Linked DNA regions of Hordeum vulgare: region 2 is linked to region 1. A link is a contact called in public Hi-C data. All regions are on one chromosome and are shown on one strand. The core of a region is the stretch at or near the end of the contact, and the rest is flanking DNA. Distances in the headings are between cores, read along the strand shown.

Evidence for each region. Hi-C and Micro-C count contacts between places; a contact is called where the count stands out from the background.
Region 2: a contact with region 1 is called in a Hi-C map of seedling, with 4 times the contacts expected there. The contact joins the promoter of LOC123447103 here to the promoter of LOC123449607 in region 1. A contact is called at or near these places in 3 of 6 Hi-C or Micro-C datasets (leaf and seedling).

The regions. Positions count from the first base shown.
Region 1 is chr4H:568,469,000-568,472,249 of MorexV3_pseudomolecules_assembly, forward strand. LOC123449607 (serine/threonine-protein kinase RIPK-like) reads left to right here and starts at 1,803. Exons shown (of 5, transcript XM_045126884.1): 1 at 1,803-2,285; 2 at 3,222-3,250. The coding sequence starts at 1,824.
Region 2 is chr4H:568,719,730-568,722,937 of MorexV3_pseudomolecules_assembly, forward strand. LOC123447103 reads right to left here and starts at 1,609. Exons shown (of 1, transcript XM_045123673.1): 1 at 1-1,609. The coding sequence starts at 1,449. The coding sequence ends at 91.

The DNA.
Region 1 (3,250 bases), core at 553-3,052:
GAGGAGAAGTTGGACCCCTTTATAAGGGTCTCTCTTCCACATGCTATTGGAGAGTGAGAAGAGAAGGTGCCCTCGCGCACTCCTCCTCCGCCGCCCGCCTCGCCACGCGCCGCGACCGCGGGTTGCGGGAATGAGCAGAGCCGAGCTCATACCTACGCGCTTATTTTTGCCGGTCAGGAACGGAGAATACGTAACGGAAACGACACGATCGTGGGCTATTACCGACTCGGACGTGGGTTCGGCCCACGTCTCTCCACCCAGCCGCCTTTATAAGCAGGCTATCGCCTACCCTAGCCGTCACGAGAATCAGATCACATCTGCCTCACGCGTTTGTTCCTTGACTGCTGCTGCCGCCGGCGACTCCGTCCCGTTTACCGCGTACACGGTCGACGGGAGAGCAGGCCTCCGAAACCTCGTCTCTCCGGTTCCTGTACGAGAGAGGGGCGATTAGGTTTTTGGGAAGCGATCACGCGGCTGCTCGCCTTCATCCGTCTGCTTCGTCTACGTCCGCGTCGCCCTCGTTATCGCCATGTCTTCACCAAGCGAAGCTGACCGTCTCGTCCGCGAGAAGGCCGAAGCCGAGAAGAAGGCGGCAGAGGATACTGCCGCCGCCACCGCTGCTGCTACGGCCAATTGGCCGATCGGAGGGTATGATATGTTTATCTCTCTCCTGTTTCTGTCTGCACTAGTAGTATTGCCTATATGCGTAGATGTTTCTGCTATATGCGTAGTACTTGCTACTATACTCCGTGATCAGTATGTCATGAACCTAGTCAATGCCATGTTAGTAATTATTTCATAGATTAATCTACTCGGAAAATTGCCTATTTTGTCAACATTCTATGCCGGTGCTAGTGAGAGGTCGCGTCCGCTCTAATCGGGCATGAATGCGGCACTGGCGCTCTCGAGCGGCGCTGACCATTTCAAACGGAAAAGCGAGCCTAGACGCGGGGGGGGGGGGGGGTGTTGATATGTGAGACATGTGTGGTCCGTACATCCACAAAGCTTTCATGTTTGCGTATGTTTTGTATAAGAAAAGGCTTTTTGAGAGCTTTATGGATCGATACAGGTCCACGTTGGATGATACAATACATTCGAACAGTACAATTTAAAAATATGTGAATGGTTTGAGAGTCGTTGTTGAAGATTAAGAGAAAGCCGTAAGTACGAAACATATGCAAGTGCCAACATGCTGGATCGTACAGGATCTCAGAGGCACATCAAGCGGTTGCCTTTCTCCACGGAGAAATGTGGAGAAATGCAAATCTAAACAGGTTTTCTTCAGAAAGGAAAAAACAAATGACCGTTTTTTGCCTTTCGTGTAGAATAGAGGAAAATATTGGTGGTCATCTGCTAGCTGTATCTGACTCTCGATTCGTCTGGTGCGCTCGTCGTCGGTCGAATCTGAAACGGGCGCAAAACGTACACGTACCAGAAGATCACCCCCACGTACGCGTACGCCCAGTCCGCGGCACGCCCCCATCCGAGCCGTCCGGTCCCGATCGGACGCTCGACGCGGCCCCGTGAGAACGCCAGATACGAGCCCTTCCAGCTTACGGCGCGCGCGGAAACCTCCCGGCGTCAACGACCCGCCCCGGTCAAATCCAAAGAAACGGCCTCCCCGCTCACCCCTTCCCGTCCGTCCATCCCCCGCCTACCCCATCCCGTCCGTCCATCCCCCGCCACGTCACGCCGGACCACACCCCCGCCGTCCATCCGCACCACCCCACACGAGCGAGCCGCAAGCAAGACGAGCTCCGGCGTGTATATATATACCCCGATACGGCCAAAGCAGCGGGTAAAGCAGAGCGACGCGCGCGCCGATGGCGAGGTCGGCGTGGAGGTCCCTCTTCGGGTGCTTCAGCTCGCACGCCGCCGCCGCCGCCGCGGCGGCGGCCGGCAAGGGCGAGAACAAGCCATCCGGGGGCAAGAAGAAGAAGAAGAAGAGCAAGAAGAAGGTGGCGGCGGCGGGGAAGGCGCCGAGGCCGAGCCGGTCGTCGCTGCACGGGCGGATGTCCTTCTCGGACCTGAGCATGGGCGGCGGGATGGTGTCGCCGGAGGACCTGTCGCTGTCGCTGGCGGGGTCGGACCTGCACGTCTTCACCATCGCCGAGCTGCGCGCCGTCACCAGGGACTTCTCCATGACCAACTTCATCGGCGAGGGCGGGTTCGGCCCCGTATACAAGGGCTACGTCGACGAGAAGGTCAAGCCCGGCCTCCGCGCGCAGCCCGTCGCCGTCAAGCTGCTCGACCTCGAGGGCAACCAGGGACACAACGAGTGGCTGGTACGTATGCACTCCATCGCCGCCCAGCTCTCTCTTCCTGCTCCGTTACCAAAACCTACTAACAAGTGCAAGAGCTAGTTAATTATATTACCACTTGTTGCATTGGTCATATGCACGTACTTGATCAATCAAGAACAAGTGCAAGAGCTAGTCAATTAATCTACTCATAGGTCTTAGCTAGCCCGGGAATTACACTACTTGATCAATCAGAGTCTAGTTATTATACCACTATTTGGAGAAAAAATTAATGGAAATGTGTGTTCAATTAACGGAAATGCATCCGTGGGATTAATTACTCTACTTTACTTTGTCGATGAGTCATGCTTGTTCAAAGTTAGTTGAGCTGCTCTGAATGGTTATCAGAGGCTTGAGTATACAAGCATTCGAGTTAAGTCGAAAGCCGTTTCTGCATGCAGTTCTTTCATTCTAAAAATGATCATGTATCCTTCTTAATTCGGCAAACCCTGAGATGGAGTTACTTAATAAGAAGAAGAATTTGTCGACATAACTGCAGTTGATTAGTATATATGTTGTAGACTCGTAACATATATACCTACCTCTATATGGCTTTTTTATATTTCCACTTGATTTCTGAATATTCCAAACCACACACCAAGTCCTTTCTTACAAGCAGAAGTTTCCTTGGTGTTGACATATTCTCTCGATCGAAAAGACGAACGCCCGATCTTTCGAGAAAGTTTTAGTTGTATGCCCGGGACAATATCAATGGAACAGCGTTCGCTTGCTTCATTCGCTTGTCTTAAAGGGCTGCCCATTGTTAATTTGTCGGCCTGATTATTATTAGTTAGAATCAAACTAGCGGTGAATTAGCACGTTTACATGCCATATTTTTCTAACGATTTCTTTTTCACATGGAGTAGTACGTTTGACTGACCGGCACAAAAAACTAACTGTGTAAATTGGACGACGATGCAGACCGAGGTCATATTCCTGGGGCAGTTGAG
Region 2 (3,208 bases), core at 359-2,858, 250 kb after region 1:
ATGACCCAAACATAGGTCACATACTCAAATACCACACCATCACACAGCTAATGAAGACATGCATAGTCGCTAAGTACAACAGGTAAAGCTCTAGTTGTGGTCGATTTCCTTGACGAGTCCAAGGTTGATGATGCCCCATGCGGAGCGCGGCCACTGTTTCTCCCTGGCCTTGTCCCTCATCACCCTCCCCCACGACACCCATCCCTCCCACGACATCCTCTTGTCCCAGCTGCTGCCCCACTCCACCACCAGCCTCAGCCCCTCCTCCGCCGCCGCCTCCGCCTCCTCCCACCTCCCTCCGCCGTTCAGCAGCACCTGAGCCAGCACCAGCCACGGCTCCCCCACGTACGGGTTCTTCGCGATGCACCGCCGCAGCAGCGACTCCACGCCCTCCTCCTTGCCGTCGCTGCAGATCGCCTCCCAGTACATGTCCCTCGCCGCGATCTGCTCGCCGGGGTCCAGCACCTTGCTGCACCGGTCGAACACGGGCGGGATGCAGAGCTCCAGGCCCGCGTCCTGTTCGTCCGCCGTCGTCTTCGTCGGCCCCACTTGTTCTTCCATGTGGCGGAGCTGCTCGTCGGTGGCGATGAGGCGGTAGAGCGCGGCGAGCCTGGACGTGGCGCTCATCCACAGCCCCGGCTTGCCCGTCCCCGGCCAGAGCGCGGCCCAGTTGTCTCCGGCGAACTCGAGGCGCCCGTCGTCGTTGCGGAACAGCTTGTCCTGGTAGTCCGTGTACTGGTCGCTGAAGTCGGCGACGGTCATCAGCACGAACACCGCCAGCACACGCCGCGACAGCGCCACCGGCTCCCCCGTCCGGATGTGCGGCACCACCACGCCGTCCTCCGGCACCACCGACCGCAGCTTCAAGCGCCACGGCTCCGCCTTGTCCTCCGGTCTGCCGCCGTGGGAGCGCGCGGCCTGGAGGGACGCCCCGGCGGCGGCGAGGTGGTCCCGGAGCTCGGCGTCGGTGTAGCGGAGGTGGAGGTCGTCGTGCATGAGCGCGTGGCGCGGGACGACGCAGAAGAGGTGCACGAGCCGCTCGGCGGCCTCGCCGACGATGCCGCGGACGCGGGCGCGGCTGACGTCGGGCTCGAAGATGGCGAGGTTGACGTAGGAGTTGGAGTAGGAGGAGTGGAAGAGGCCGCAGCGGGCGACGGCGTCGGGCGCGCCCCAGAGGCGGAGGATCCGGTAGACGTCGAGGAGGTGGGCTAGGAAGGTGCCGTGCTTGTGGTAGCACTCGCCGGCGCCGGCGGACACGAGGACGGAGACGAGCGACGGCAGCTCGGGGTCGACCGCCGCGAGGTCGCCCCGGAGGAACGGCCGCGCAGCGACGAGGAGGGACTGGAGCGCGTCGTCGTTCGTCGACGGGCCTGTGCCGTTGCCGACGCCGGTCGCCATTTCGATGATTCCGGTGTGTAGTGTGTGTGTCTCACTCTCACTATTACTCATGTATTGTGTGTGCGTGCGTGTGGAGCGTCTATTTATAAGCCAATTTCTTTACTGTATTTGATTATTACCGTGAGTGAAAATCTGAAATGTTGGTTGTGTATGTATGATAGTAATTTACTGCCTCCGTTCCTAAATATAAGTCTTTTTAAACATTTTTATAGGAAACTAATACATACGAAGTAAAATGAATGAATCCACACTATAAAATATGTCTATATACATCCGTATGTAGTTTAATAGTGGAATTTCTAGAAAAGACTTATATTTAGGAACGAAGGGAGTATATGATAATACGTGAGTATTTACTGTATTTCTTTACTGTATTTGATTATTTATTTACTGTATTTATAAACCAATTTCTTTACCGTATTTGATTATTACCGTGAGTAATTTTTTTACATGATAATACGTGTGTTATTTATATCATAATGATAGTAATACAAGCTATATACATACTGATTTAATAAAACTGAAAAGACAATAAAACGCTAACCTTTACACATAGAAACACCGGTAAGGAAGTAAACTTACAAATAAGGCTGAAAAATCCTCCAAGCCCGACACCAATATCTGTCATCCGGCTCTGTCGTCACCATAGCAGCCACCAAAAAAAAAAATGATCATTATCAACCAACTGATTTTGTTGAAAAACCAGTCGCTCCGCTCGGCTGCCACTTAACCTGTCATGCGTCGTGGTTTTCCCAGCCTTATCTTCTCGTCTCCCTGGCCACACGCTCCTTCCCTTGTTCGTCTTCCTCTTCCTTCATCGTCCCATCTCTCTCCCAATAGCCATCTTTTATCCAACTCAACGACGCAGCTGCACGAAGAGCCGTGGAGGACGCTGCTACAGAGTCGATGCTGCCAACACGGCACCACGGACACCCCGATACTACAGCCATGCCTGACCCGTCCGTAATTCAAGATGACGTGTTGGCCGTCGCGCGCCACCACCACCCCTATTATGGGCATGGCTGCTGCAAGCCCTGCCATCCCATCAACATTGATGATGCGACCCTACGTGGCCCTTTCGGGACGCAAGACGAGGCACTGCCGTCGGAACGTCATGCACAGCCTAGCAACCTGCAACCTGTGGCATGGCTACCGCTCCAAGCTGTGTCATGCCATCCTTGATATTTGAAACGCCAGCGCTACAATGGAGCTTGCCGGTGCTGCGACGATAATCCCAACGGGCCGGCCATGGCATTACAACACCAGCGCTGCAATGGAGCTTCGTTGGGCTGCTTTGGAGCTTTTGTCGCACCACCGGCGCGGTAATGGAGCTTCCCCGGTGCTACGATGACAACCACGACAAGACGGCCATTGCGTTGCAATGAAGCTTCGTCGGGCTGCCTTGGAGCTTTTGTCGCACCGCCGACACTGCAATGGAACTTCGTCGGTCCTACGACGACTACCTTGACAGAATGGCCATGAAGTTGCAGCGGAGCTTCACCGGCGCTGCAATGGAGCTTCGTCAGGCTGCCTTGGAGCTTTTCCTGCACCACCGGCGCAGCAGTGGAGCACCACCGGGGTTGTGGAAGCTGTGACGGTGATGCAATGAAGATCGATGAGGCTGCAATGGAGCTTTAAGAGACACCATTGGTGCTGCATTGAAGCGTGTGGTGTCGTTGTGATCGAATGGCCACTAGCATGCAGATCGTACGGTTAGCTAGGTGGATGGTATCCTAAGAAATTATCCGGTTGATTTGTAGCACCCTTCAAGATAAAATGACGAATCACCTCCACATCCGAGCTCGACGCG